Linked DNA regions of Hordeum vulgare: region 2 is linked to region 1. Evidence: chromatin contacts called from public Hi-C data. All regions are on one chromosome and are shown on one strand. The core of a region is the stretch at or near the end of the contact, and the rest is flanking DNA. Distances in the headings are between cores, read along the strand shown.

Region 1 (7,377 bases), core at 3,063-5,562:
AAACAAAATTCTTCACACTTCATAGTCCTCGCATCAGTATCTTCAAGGACACACCAATTTCCTCACTTTCAAAGTCTTGAGGAAAATATCAAAGTCTTCAGTTGAAGACATTCATGTTTAGGGGTCAGCATTCTTCGGATATATCAAACTCCTCAGCAACTTATAGAGCATCTTTACACTCACAGACATATTAGTCTCTTAACCTATAAGTCTTCAATACACCAAAGTCACCAAGGGGGCACTAGATGCACTTACAACGATGCAACCGGCACAACAAAAGAGAGGTTCAAGAACATCTTAGCCAAGAAGGATGGGACATGGGTCAAGCGCTATGACATGAAGGGGGGGAGAACTTGGGAGATTCAACGTCTTGATGACGACTGCGAAGAAAATCAACCTCGAAGAGAACAAGATCAAACTCGAAGAAAAGAAGGTTGAGCTCGCGGCCGCTTAGAGGATACCAAGAGTTGACCATGAGGATGGATGAGTTGGATGTTGATGCGGCGATGGTCGTGCGCGCGTTGTTCGTGTTAGGATGTTGGAGCTCTTGACGGGTAAGATGGAAGTGGCCGAGACGGAGGCATATGCTGACGAGCAGGTGACGATAGAATGAGTTTGGAGGCTCGAACAACCGATGTGGGAGGGCCGAAATGCCTTTTCAATGTGGACTGTGACACTAAATTATTTGTGAACAGACATATGTAAACACCAAACATTCATCTATTTTTGATTGTGATAGGGTGCTATGAATATCACACTTTAGTTATAGTCATGCTGGTAGGCATTTGGAAGGAAGGATAATCAAACCGAGACGAACATTTAGAAGATACGGTTGGATGACCGGCTCGTGTATGGATTAGTCTACGGTGTACATTTTAGGAGATTTTGCAGATGCCTCAAATATTGTGTAGTGTTTAAAATGGACGGAGTAGATGTTTGACTCTCCATCGAACAGTTGGAAAGACGTCAAGACGACACGCCCTGATTTCTGAGCTCACAACCGTCTGGCTGCAACCGTATGCCGCAGGCGAGCCACCATCACACGAGGAGAAAATTGCACCTAACATCCCGGAAGTTGGCGGCGATCTCCAATCCAGTCCTGGAAGTTGAGAACTGCTTCAATACGATCCTCATACATGGAAATACGTTACCAATACGGTCCTGGATCTGGGAGAGCCAGTCCCCATTCTACGCGCCAGCTACGTATCACGAATACCACGTATGACACGTCACCGCGTGGCCCACCCGTTAGCGGAGACCCCACCTGTCAGTGCAGAGTGGATAAGAGGAGGTGAGCCAGTTCGAGGGGGAAAAATCCCCAAATCCAACCCGCAACCCCCTCCAGTGATGAGTGGCTCGAGCGTGGAGAGCGAAGACGGCCGAAGTACGGCGGCGACGGTCGTCGCCGGTGATGGATCGAGCCGCAACTTGCTGGAGAGGGCTTACCCACAGGAGGTTTGGCATCGTGGTGAGCCTTGTCTCCGTCTAGAGAGGAGACACGTCCTGCTGGCACGGACGCTATCGATGGATGCGCTGGAGGCTCGCTCCCGCCAGTTCGTTATTCTGGCTAGTGCGCTTGGAGACGGCGAGGAGGTTGTGACGCCGGCGGCTCTCCTGGCCAGCATCAAGGCATGCTATGGCGTCCTGCCGTCGGAGGTGAGCATCCAGGTAGCGTGCCCCCCGCATGACTTGTGGATGTTTTTCTCGACGGAGGAGAAGTGTAAGCTGGTGCTACAATCATCAATGAAGTTCAAGTGCTGCCGCTAGTGGATCCAATTTACCGATGGGTCAGAGATATTCGAGCCACTCAGGTTGGTCTCGAGTACAAGACGAAGGTAAGTTTCAAAGGGCTTCCAGATCAAGCTTGGTCAATGCAGTCAGTTAAAGGTCTTCTGAAGGATTTGGGTGGTGACCTGATAGAGATGATACCGCCAAAGAACCGACGGGAGCTCGAGGTAATGGCGTGGCTCCATGACTCATCCAAAGTAGCCACTTTGCACTACTGCATGAGCCACAGGAAATATGCAATCATTTGGATCCATCTGAACTGCACTTAATAGAACACCACCATATTGTGTCTTCAAGTGGCAACCATCTAGGAAAATAATAGGTCTACAAGCAGATAAGAACCCCCTCTTGCATGCATCAAATGAGAAGTAACATTTCTGAAACTACACCTCATCTGAAAGCTCAACAAAGAAAGTACTTCCATGATTTGATCTCTCACTTCATTTGCATAGTTCCACAACAAGTTATATTGTTTGATCTCATCTCCATATATAATATCATATGCAATCTTCCTAGCTCTCCCAAGCTTTCCCCTTCTAATTGTCATGTTCCAATCTTCTTGCACAAAACCTGCTAAGGCCTTTAGTGAAATCTTCTCACATGCCCTAATCTTGTCCACATATTTTGAAGCAATGTACCTAGTTGTAAAGGCTGTAATTTGCCACTTCTTCTCACAAGTGTGCTGACCATTGAATGTCTTCACCATTACAGCATTTGTCATATTGTCCCAAGATGCATATAGATACCATGGGCAGCCTTTCTCACACTTAGCACAAAGCCTTATTTTGTCGTTCTTTGGGAATTTGATGTTTACCCTCTATTTGCAATTGTACTCTCTGACTGCTTTCCTCAAAAGCACCACTGAAGAGAACAATTGGCCTGCATGGAACTTAGGCTCAGCATGTGTGCAGCTGTAAAAGGTTTGAAATTGAATTTTGTTTCATCTTCATCAAAATCTGGACCATCCAATTCCTCTTCTTAAGAGTTGCAATCTTCAACCACCTTCTTCCCTTTCTTGTCTTGCACTGGATGCAGCTGCTCCTGCAACAAATCTTCATCCCCATCCTCCAAGTCACAATCACTGTCAATAATCTCAGGAATATAATCACTGTCAGCTGATTCTGAATCTGCATATTGTTCTTCCTCCTCTTCCAACTTATGTGCTCTTGGTCTCAGTCTCACAAAGAATTGGTCATGAGAGATCTCTTGGTCATGACTCTGAATTTCATGAGTTTCATCCACAGCACTACAAGATGTGTTGCTTTCATTTGCACTGCTTGGCTTCTTTATGGGACTGAAAACAGTAGGAAATTCTGCTACTCGATTAGCCACAACATCATCCCATTTAGAACCTCCACCAGAAATATGGCTATCCAAACGATCAAGATATATCATTTGGAAATTATGCCTTATATTCATCTGAAGATACATAGCATCTAAGTCAGCATCATTGGACAACAGAGTTTCAGCACCTCCATTAATGTGACAACCAGGGGGCAGCCAATAGATATGAATTCTTTCTTCCTTTTCATACCCCAAGTGCTCAACTATTTCTTCAAACATACTGTAGTATACTAATTCCACATGACAATAATCATAACAAACCTTCTTGCCATCGAAATAGCACATATTCAACCCACTACCAAAGAAAACCCCACCATGAATCACTTCGACATTGAAATATCCACTCTCCTTCGCTACAACAAAACATTCAGTAAAAGTTCAAACCCAAGCACAATTCCTCACAAACGACAGCAAATCGACATGTACAAATCACATAATTTATGCACAGGACCTAATCGACACAATGCAGGTTATTGGGCCAAAAAACACATCACATTATGTGCTATCAACGAATCATACCATAGGTTGAAGCCGCCTCGCCGTCGGGACGCCGTCGAGGGCCCTTCATCTTTGACGAACTCCGCCCCACAGGTTGCGGCGCCATCACTGTCGCTTCCGCCACCGCACGGACTATCATCGAAATGCCTGCTCGCCGTTCATCTGCCGCCGTGGTTGATCGCCGTCTTTCGCCTCTCGCTCTCAATTGGGGAAGACAGGACAGGGGATCGAGAACAGACAAGGAGGTGAGTGGGGTTAGCGCTGACAAGTGGGGTCTTCGCTGACAGATGGGCCACACGGCGACGCATAGAGAGGGGACCCATAGAGAGGGGACTCGTTCTCCAAGATTCAAGACCGTATTGGTAACATATTTCCGTGTATGAGGATCGTACTGAAGCAGTTTTTAACTTTCTTCGACTGAATTGGAGCTCGCCGCCAATTCAAGGATGATAGATGCAATTATCTCTCACACGAGCCGCGGCAGTTAAACAAAGCCGAAAGCAGCGCGCGCGCACCCACATCGCTCGGCTCCCTTCCAGGCTAAGGTTCTTCCCCTGTCTCGCCTCTCTCTCTCCCGGCGCATAAAACCACGACCACACCACCTCACTCACTCACTCCCGGCCAAGCCACAAAGCACCCAAACCCCAAAAGCAACCATTCTCCCTAAAACAAATGCCCGCCCAAGCCACAAAAGCAGCTTCCCTCCGCCGCCCCCGCCCCCGCCGCCGCTAAATAGTAGCCGCGCGGGTTCATGGGTGCCGCGCGTCCACGGCGCTGGAGGTTCCCCTTCCAACGCAGCGCGCCCTCCTCCCCCTCCTCCAAGTCCCTGCCGCCGGCCCCCTACTCGCCCGCGCGCTCCGCGGCGGCCGCGGACCCGGGGCCGGAGCGGAAGTGGGAGGAGGCCGCGCCGCCGGAGTTCGTCTGCCCGCTCTCGGGCGCGCTCATGGCCGACCCGGTCATCCTGCCCTCCGGCCAGACGTACGAGCGCGCCTGCCTCCAGGCCTGCTCCGACCTCTCCTTCTTGCCCCCCGGCGCCGGCTCGGGTTCCGATGCCATGATACCAAACTCCGCCCTCAAGGCGGCTATCGGCACCTGGTGCGCCCGCTCCGGCCTCGCGGCGCCAAGGCCGCCGTCCAAGGAAGCTGTCCGGGAGGCCGTGCTCCGCGCGATGCCTCCTGCCGCGGCCGCGGCGGCCGACGCCAAGTCTGTTAGGACCAGGCGGGCGGCGATGGCGAGCTCGTCCAATTCGTCCTACTCGTCCCCGGCCTCCGCCGCGTCGACGTCCACGTACACGTCGTCCTCGGAGATCACACCCGCGGAGGACGATGCGGCTGCGAAGCCAGTCAAGGAGGCGGCCAAGGAAGTGACCCAGCTGGAGTTGCCGGTAGACCCGTTGGAGGATGAGGTGGTCGCGACGGTGATGGACGCGGACGAAGATGGAGAGGTGGCGGCGGCGTTGGCCGTCCTCCGGGACGCCACCCGGGAGAGCGCTGAGCGTCGGCTTGCGCTCTGCACGCCGCGGCTGCTCGCGGCCCTCCGCCGCGTGCTGCTAATCCCGCGGCACGCCTCCGCGCGGGTCGACGCGACGGCGGCGCTGGTCAACCTCTCGCTTGAGCCGGTGAACAAGGTACGCATCGTCCGCGCGGGCGCCGTACCGGCGCTCGTCGAGGTGCTCCGCTCCGGCGGCTCGGCGCCGGAGGCGCGCGAGCACGCGGCCGGCGCGCTCTTCGGCCTGGCGCTCAACGAGGAGAACCGCGCCGCCATCGGCGTGCTGGGCGCGGTGCCTCCCCTGCTGGACCTCCTGACCTCCCCCGCCCACCACCCGCGCGCGCGCCGCGACGCCGGGATGGCCATCTACCACCTTTCGCTGGCCGCCGTCAACCAGTCCAAGGTCGCCCGCTTCCCGGGGGCATCCAAGGCGCTCCTCAGCGTCGCGTCCAGCGCCGCCGAGCCCACGCCCATCCGCAAGCTGGCCCTCATGGTGATCTGCAACGTGGGCGGCTGCTCGGAGGGCCGCGCCTCGCTGATGGACGCGGGCGCCGTCGCGGCCGTGTCCGGCATCCTCCTCTCCTCCCACGACGTCGCCGAGCTGGAGGAGTGGTGCGTGGCGGCGATCTACGCGCTGAGCCGCGGCAGCCTCCGGTTCCGCGGCCTGGCGCGCGCAGCCGGCGCGGACAAGGCCCTCCGCCGCGTGGCCGAGGAGGGGACCCCCGGCGGCGTCCGGCGCGAGATGGCGAGGAAGACGCTGCGCGCCATGCGGGGCGACCTGGACGAGGAGGCGGACCTGACCGGCAGCAGCCTGGAGTGCGGCGACGGGGACGACTGCGGCGGGAGCATCGTGTCGGACGGGCTCATGTCGTTCCGGCGGCGGCAGCGCGAGGTCGGGGCCTCGTCGTGCGGCAACACCGCCGAGTTCTGAGCCGATCCTTACCTCCCCTTCCCTTGCCGCCATTTGTATGTAAAAAAAACCCATCGCTTGCTTAATTAGCGTTAGACGTCGGTGCCACGAGAGGATTAATTCCCTCCTTCGTTTTGAAACTGTGATTGATGCTGCAATGAAGTCGTTCAAATGTTGTCCTCAAATGCTCCGAGCTCGTGCTGGAGTGTCGATTGCCGTTGCTGGCTCGCTCGTCGGCTCCTGTGCCGGACAAACAAGGAGCTGGTTGGTTGGTCGGATGTTGCTTGCAAGCCAGAGCAATCCTTTGTTCTCTCCGTACTTGCTGCACACACACAGACACTCCGAGAGCTTGACAGATACTCCTATATTATTGTTTTAGGGAGGACCGGCCTCATGTGTGTCGTTTCCACCTGTAAAATAAAACCATCTTTTCTTTCTGCTCTCGATCCAGTCCTGCTGGATGGTTGCTTCGCTTCGTTGGCCGATGTATGCTGGTGCTGCAGGCCACACCATGCGTCGACGCGTTGGATCACTGACACTGTATGCGTCGCATTGGCGATGCGGTTGGCCATTGCAAATTCTTGCTCGCCTACAGTAGGATCAGACAATCCATGTCCTCTACACGGCTTGCCATTGGGTACTGATTTCGATCCGTGCTGTTCATCGCCGGATCTGAACTTGAACTCCTCCCATTTCGCTGTTGGTCCGCCGATCTGAACATGAATCTCTCCTATTTTAAAATGGCGACTGACGGATGCCATGCCTGTCGCCTGCCCAAACATAATGCGTGCGGTACTGCTGTCTGCCTTTCCTTTCCATGTAGGACCTCCCGTGGGAACTTGACCTTTTGCATTGCGTGGTTCCTCCCAGATGTTGTTGCCCCTGCCTCTTCTTTTTGAGATGGATGGAGGTTGGAGGGTATGGAGACAAGGCTTTCTTAATTCAACCACGCATTCCTCCGGATTATACTCGATCTTAATCAACCATCCGTTTGGTTATTTGTATAATCGTTCTAATTTTATATCTTGCTCGCGATGATCATCCATTTCGCAACACGGAGAGGTTGATTGAAACCCAATTCATGATCGAGGCAGGTGGGTAGAGCCCAATCAAGCCCGTCACCAAACAATGAGAAAGGAATGGAAAGGCAGGCATTATTCAAGACAATGCATGTCTGCCCCGGCCAGGGCGTTCAGTGTCAACGCCCGGCACTCGACGGGCCCGTCGCCATGTGAGGAGGTCAGAGCGGGCAGGCCGAATGGGGACGTGTTGTTTGTTGCTGGAGAGTGGAGAGAAAAGATGCTGACCAAACATGGATTAAGCTACGACACTCCTACTTAATTTGGCTT
Region 2 (7,377 bases), core at 3,276-5,775, 250 kb before region 1:
TTCTAATTTCCCTTTCCCCATCATCAGTTCGTTGGAGTATGAGTCCCACTTGGACAAGTGTGCCCGCTGTGGGAAGTAGAGGATGAGCGCGACTAAGGACCGCCCCTATGCCGACATGGCGGCGACACGGGCGGCCGCAAAGGAGGAAGCCATCTGCGCCCGCATTATAAAGAAGCGACCGTGGAGGAACATGCACGCCCTCACCCAAGAGCAGAATCGGGTTGTCCGTGTTATGGTCGGACTACGACCCAAGGAGGAGAAGGAGGACAACAACAGGTTGGACAGCTCCGACGAAGAGCATATCCAAATTGATCTGTACCGCGACTGCTACTTTCGTGAGAAGTACGCCAAAGGCGCTGGAAAGGGCAATGACAGGTGTGGATGATCTTCTCCATAGCTAGCATGGAGGTCAAACATGCCAAATTTTAATAGTTTGATGACATGGTGTGATCTAGTAGCTGGACGATGTTTGTATTGCATCGTTTACGTGGTTGTATAAATTTGTATGAATTTAGCGTAATGCTAATTGAGATGTTCGATTGTGAGATTCTTTTTAAGACGTGAACGGACAGTGACGTGGGTTTGATGGGCCGGATTTACCGGATGTATATGTTCTCGCTCCTTGGACCACTACTACACTCGATAGTTGGTGGTGCAACTCCAGCAAGCTAGGAGTGGATCAAATTACCATGTTATCCTATTCTAATCTGCTATGCGAGGTCTTTTTAAGCAACCTCCCGCAACAGGTCAATGAAGATGCTCTCCGCTCGCTGCTTATCATGAAGTGCTGCCGTACAATCACGCCGAGCCGACCACAGCAGTCTGCTCGGCCTGAGTATTACATTACATAGTTCACGGAAACTGGCTGCGTGCTTTCGTTCAAAATCATGTAGTGGAACAGACAACGGGGCAGTTTCACTGGTATTTTACGCCGGAAGGAAGCAGCACGTTGAGCGAGTCCAAGCTGAAATTTCCGCGCAGCTCCAAAGTCTGACGTCCAATCTAGGTGGCCAGCGCAGGATGGGAACAACTCATTCGGTAAAGCGAGGCGATCGAGGCCAAACCACTGGCAAATGATTAGATAAACCCAACGGGAAAGGTAGCTTGGCCCCAAGGTTTGTGTCGCTTGTGCAATGAGCCAGCCGTTCCGCTTGCTTCACTTCACTTGTCCAAGATCCAAACGCAAAGCAGGCGCCACAAAGGCAGGAGAGAGTGTGGCTTGCTGCTTGCTCCATCATGGACAGCTTGGCTACCGCAGACCCGATTGAACTCCTCGAGTGCCTGCTTTCACAATCACACAGCTCCCTGATATGCTTTTTGCTCCGTGCCTTTCCTTTATTTTTGCCTCGGAAATCTATTAAATAGTCTCATGCAAAGTCAAGGACTGAACTGCGACAAGTGTTCTGAATTCAGCAGGAACAAGGGAAATGTTGGCCGCAAAAGCTCTAATAATTTATCTACAAAACAACAATGTTTAATTTGTCTCGATCTAGTGCTCATCTGTAAATTGTTGCTTAGCGCAACAGATGCCTTTTGGACCATGCAAGAATGTGAAATGAAATGATAAAGAAGCTTTCGTCTATTTTCCCATCTTTGAAATGGTTTCTCATCCAACACCTGCACGTGTCTACAATGGTACCCAACTGTATGGATGGCCAAATCTTGGTGAGATATGTGAGCTGGTCACCAGAGAAATCATTGAGCCATATTTATATGTCAATCAACGCAACTAAAAGTTTGATTTATGATTGAAACCGAGATGATAAGGGCATGTATAATGCATAGCCTCGGAATAATGCCTCGTATTTCATGTAGAATCGGATGTCAGGAAAAGTATGTTCAGATGAGGAAGCGGAATCCTTTGAAGGAGGCCGGTGGTTGAAGAGAAAAAAATATGATCTGGTGTAAAAACTGAAAAACTTAGAGTGAAAAATAAAGATGTATGTGTATTAATCTTTATTTTTTATTCTTCGATGAGGCCCACTAGTGATAGCTTACATTGGAAAGAAAAATCAATTAGATGCCTTAAGTTATTTTTTGTCATGAAGCATCTACATCCATATTTCACAATTGTACATGCCTTAAGGCATCATATTAAACACGCTGTCTTTCATTTCTGAATCTTCGTAACTTTGCTTTTATTTTCGCGCTCAAATCGACAGGCACACTGGATGATGCAGCTCGTGCATTCCCCTCGTGTATATGTGCCATCACCTTTTTCATTTCTTTTCTTTTGGAACTGTTAAAGATTGAAAGATCAACCAATGTGAACGCACTATCTTGGTGCATGATTGAAAGTGTGCTGAGCTTTTTCATGCCCAACCGTATAAGTAAACCAAGAAAGGTATTTCTTTGTGTGCACGGTTATATATACTTGGGATTGTGGATTTGTGTTGCTAGAAGAAACATTGTGTCCATACCCACAAGATTGCGTCTTTTATATCTAATATAAAGCAGATGTCGCCATCTTCACTTTGCAGACAAAGTCGTGGATAAATGCACCGCTGTCGATTCTGTAGAAATCACTAGCTAGCTATGTGCATCTCGTTACATTATTCCTTTTGCTACCAGTGTGACGGACTAGTAATAATACTAATACCACACTTTAACTAGTGGCGTTCTTCCTAAAGAAAAAGAAAAGAGAGTGAGAAGGAGAGGTGTGCTTTACAACCCTAAATGCATGGGCAAGTTTAATTTACAACTCCTCATCTCTATAACCTGTTAGTAGGCAACCTCGAACTATCTGCCAATACCCCTTTTTTTTTCAAAGTGAGATGGTTTTCCCGCTAATGTGCATGTTTTGTCCTAACTGATTTTGGAGTTCGATGTTGTAACTTAAACCCGGACATAAGTTCAGGGCTGTAAAATGCACTTTTCTCAAAAAGATATAACGGTGTTTCAAGAAATACCACAACAAAGATTATGTTTCGAGAAATGTAAATCCAAAGAGGAAATACGGTTGTATGTTTTGGTTGGTACATGCAGGATCTTGTTTTTTTTTTTTATATGTAAATGTTCTAGAGACAACGGACAACCTTCAGCTTCGCTCCTGATCCGCTCTATCATGGAGGATGCACACCGCTGGGTGATGGTAGGTGCCCGCAGGCTGGATAGAATCACACCTACTCCCTCTATTCTTAAATATAAGTCTTTTAAAAAATTTCACTAGGTGACTACATACGAAATAAAATGAGTGAATATACATTCTAAAGTATGTCTACATACATCCGTATGTAGTCCTTTAATAGAATCTCTAGAAAGACTTATATTTAAAAACGGAGGGAGTATAACATAGTCTATGTTACTTTGGGCTGAGTAACCCTCTTTTCTGCTAATCAGCACCCATTACTATGCCCGAGTGTGCACATAGTCGCGGGCAGCCACCCTTGTTTCCACTCTTTCTATCATGAAAATGATACACTACAATGCGTATTCATGATTTTTTTTCCGATGATTTCTAAATATGGTGATTACTATGATGATCTTTCAAATGTCAAGGGAGCGAGCCATACACAAACATGCTTAATTTATTCTTAATCTTTGAAGAGACTCCCAGAAATTTATAGGAAAGATTTTACATTAGGGCATGTACAATGGTGTTATTTTAGAAATGCCATGTAAGATAAAGAGCATTTTTATGATATACCCTATACTTCTACGGAAAAGAGCAGTATAGATCTTATCTCGCCGTTAATTTTGTGAGGATAGTTTACACCCTAATCTTCGCACTAAAACTCTTTGTTTGTATCTGCCATTTCAGTCGAGAGGAAACGTCGCCGCGGGGCAATCTCACCTCTCGGCTCCGGTCATTGCCCCAAGCAACCGTCCCCCATATTGCACGCCCAACCAGTCATCCAACTACCCTTGGGCGCTCTTGCTGCTGCCTCCCTGTCGTTGCGTTGGTTCGCTCCATCCATCTAGCTTTCGCCACGCTCCTCTTGTAGACCTTCAGCCTCACACAAACATGACCTTGCGGCAGACCTCGGATCGTCGACTGCCTTGTTATGTGTTAGAGTTGTGTCGAATATTGTGTACGAGTTGGGTTACGTATGAACTTGGTGTTGTAGTTTGGGTAGGATACATATAATGTGGTAGTCGGACACGTTGTACCCTTGGCCTCTTGTATATGAGGAGGCACCCCACGTTGTAACCCATGACTACTAGATAGCGACGGGCTCGCAAGGGGGAGCCGATGTCTTGTGTCGGCGCCGGGTGGCCGGTGTTGCGGTATCTCGGGGAGGAGCGCCCGTAGTCATTGCCCCGGGGCGTAGGCGAGTTCGTCGAACCTTGTTGGAACAAATCTCGATGTCGTCATCGTGCTGCGATTTCTCGTTCCTAGGTGGATCGACCGCGTATTTCGAATTTATTCTAACATAAGTGGTGTCATGAGGAAGGTTCGAGGAGGTTACGGGATCGTTGATTTAAAGAAAGAGTATCAGGCGATTGGTCGGGGCCCATGCAGGCGTACAGGCGTGATGCATCTCACGGAGCCAGGCGATTGGTCGGGGCCCATGCAGGCGTACACGCGTGATGCATCTCACGGTGCCAGACGATTGGTCGGGGCCCATGGAGGCGTACATGCGATGCATCTCGGTTTGGCGTACAGGCGGCATCGTTTCGCGCACGGTGTTGTGCCAGTTGGGTGAGGCCCATGCAGTCCACGGTACCTAGAAGGTTACGTGCTTGATTTGTTATGGAAACAAAACGGACCGAGTCCTCGAAGAAAACGTCTCCAGGTTAGACTCGTGCAGGGATGCTTGTAGGCTATACAAGCTTGTGGAGGCACCGTGTAGGAGGACGTGACGAGAGACGAAAATAACAGTTAGATCCAATCGGAAGGGAAAAATCCATCAGATTTTGAACAGGGTCTACGCATCCATCAGGAATTAGCAACGGCTTTGGCAAAGCAAAGCAACAACTAGCATTGGAATTAGTGTCAAGGGAGGCTGCCATCACGTGAATACCAGAAAGTTGTTTGGTTGGAATTTGCTAGTAGTACAAGCTTGTGTACTTGGGAAACAAGTGAGAGAGCTCAGTTAATTTTTCGCAGGTCAATCATACAAAGAACCATGCCACCATTGGATACTAGGTTTGAGGTGGAGAAGTTCGACGGGACTGGAAGCTTTGGCCTACGACAGACAAGGGTGAAAGATTTGTTGGCACAACAGGGATGCTTGAAGGCGTTGTTGAAGGAAGCCAAACCAGCTAAGATGGAGGCTGAGGACTGGGAGGAGTTATACTTGAGGATAGCCGGAACTATACGGTTGTGTCTGTCGGACCAGGTTATTTATCATGTGATGGACGACAATTCGCCGAAGAAGATCTGGGAGAAGCTGGAGAGTCAATTTATGTCCAAGACTGCGACGACCAAGGTGTATCTGAAGCAAAAGTTGTATGAGATGAAGATGCAGGAGGGTTCGGATCTTGTGGAGTATATGAACGCCTTTAATCAAGTCGTGACGGATCTAGCACGTTTGGGTGCAACGATTGACGACGAGGATAGGGCAATTCTGCTTCTTTGTTCATTGCCATCATCATATGACCATTTGATCACTACTCTGACGCACGGCAAGGAGACCGTCAAGAATGAGGATATTACTGCAGCCTTGATATCTTATCACATGAGAAAGAAGAACGCGGTTGAAGTCACTCATGGTGAAAGTTTGCTAGTCAAGGGTGAAGAGTGGCGGAAGTGATATGAGGCAGGGAAGAACAAGAAAAAGAAAAAGAAAATACAGTATCACAAGTGTAAGCAGATGGGACATATTAAAAAGGACTGTCGAGAGCTCAATGGTGAGTCAAGTGCTAATATGACAATTCATGGTGATGACTCAGACAGCAGTAGTGATGCCCTCGTAGTATCAGACAGGCGGTCAACCGAAAGTGAAGCGTGGATGTTGGATTCAGCTTGCTCTTTTCATGCGACACCCAACAAGGAGTGGTTCTCTACGTACAAGACTAATGATTTTGGTTTAGCCTATATGGACGATGACACTGGTTATCTTGTGGCTGGAGTAGGTGACATCAAAATCAAGATGTTTGACGGAGTTGAGCGGATGCTTCGGGGAGTCAGGCATGTGCCGGGGCTAAGGAGGAATCTAATTTCGCTTGGAGTTCTTCATGATGGTGGTATGATATCCCGTTGTGATCGGGATAAGGAGACCATGGAAATCATGGAATATAAGGTGACCGTGATGATTGGAGCGAGGACGGCTTCACATCTTTACAGGTTACAAGGAAGCACTATTGCAGGTGGAGTCAAGGAGACCGGAGTTGCAGGAGTAGCAGCAAGTTCCCACGGAGGCGGCGGGTCTGGGGCAGACTCGTCGGGTAGCTCTCGGTAAGCTACGAAGAAGACAACACAAGTCCGGAGTACATAGAAGTTTGACGCATGGACAAATTCAAAGTGGTGAAGAATATTCGCCAAGGTGGACTTTGTTAGAGTTGTGTAGAATATTGTGTACGAGTTGGGTTACATATGGACTTGGTGTTGTAGTTTGGGTAGGATACATGTAATGTCGTAGTCGGATACGTTGTACCCTTGGCCTCTTATATATGAGGAGGCACCTCACGTTGTAACCCATGACGACTAGATAGCGATAGGCTCGCAAGGGGGAGCCGGCTGCTCGTGCCGGCGCCGGGTGGCCGGTGTTGCGGTATCTCGGGAAGAAGCGTCCGTAGTCATTGCCCCGGAGAGTAGGCGAGTTCGCCGAACCTTGTTAGAACAAATCTCGGTGTCGTTATCGTGCTGTGATTGATTGTTCCTAGGTGGATCGATCGCGTACCTCGGATTTATTCTAACATTATGGATTACAAGTTCATTTATCCATGCTTGGTTGTACATAGTATGATTACATCTTAGAAACTGAGTGACGTTAAAATTTTCTTTAGATGCTAGTTGCAGCTGCTAGGAAATAATCGAGCCCTACATGGACGGCAGTCGCGCGATCAGGCGAACTATTATTTTTACTCATACCACGGAGTGGCACACGTGGGACGTGCACGCGCGGCAGTTGTGGGCGTACGCGAGCGGTCTGTATGGCGACGCATGCGGTCTGTACGGCATAGGCGCTATACGGCATGTGAAATGACCCCCCAACCCCTTATACTTTTTGGGAGGGGGTGTACCCAAGCACGACCCTTTCTGTATGGTTTTCTTGTCGACGGTCGCGAGGACGGCGAGCTCGTCAATTGTGTCCGGTGGTTTCGCTACCACTACCATGAACCGGACCATGATGAGCAACTTAAGCCATTGCTTCACATACGACCTGACGAGGAAGAGGACAACGTTAGAACGGTGTAGGTACTAGATAGAAGACGTCGGGCGATCCCTGCACTATGCTGTCGAGCGCCTCGCCTACGAGCTCGGGCTTAACG

Evidence for each region. Hi-C and Micro-C count contacts between places; a contact is called where the count stands out from the background.
Region 2: a contact with region 1 is called in a Hi-C map of leaf, with 2.9 times the contacts expected there. The contact joins the enhancer-like site here to the promoter of LOC123398416 in region 1. A contact is called at or near these places in 1 of 6 Hi-C or Micro-C datasets (leaf) and 1 of 1 datasets of contacts at active chromatin or transcription factors (embryo).

The regions. Positions count from the first base shown.
Region 1 is chr5H:417,855,044-417,862,420 of MorexV3_pseudomolecules_assembly, reverse strand. It overlaps LOC123398416 (U-box domain-containing protein 39-like), which reads left to right and starts at 4,312. Exons shown (of 1, transcript XM_045092890.1): 1 at 4,312-6,213. The coding sequence starts at 4,382. The coding sequence ends at 6,049.
Region 2 is chr5H:418,103,764-418,111,140 of MorexV3_pseudomolecules_assembly, reverse strand. No RefSeq gene overlaps it. Among protein-coding and RNA genes, the nearest start is that of LOC123395959, 170 kb to the left of the region's middle. Within about 2 kb of position 4,525, at least 3 of the 3 cell types and tissues checked have open chromatin away from gene starts, as enhancers often do. A contact at or near this core is called in leaf, where this site is marked.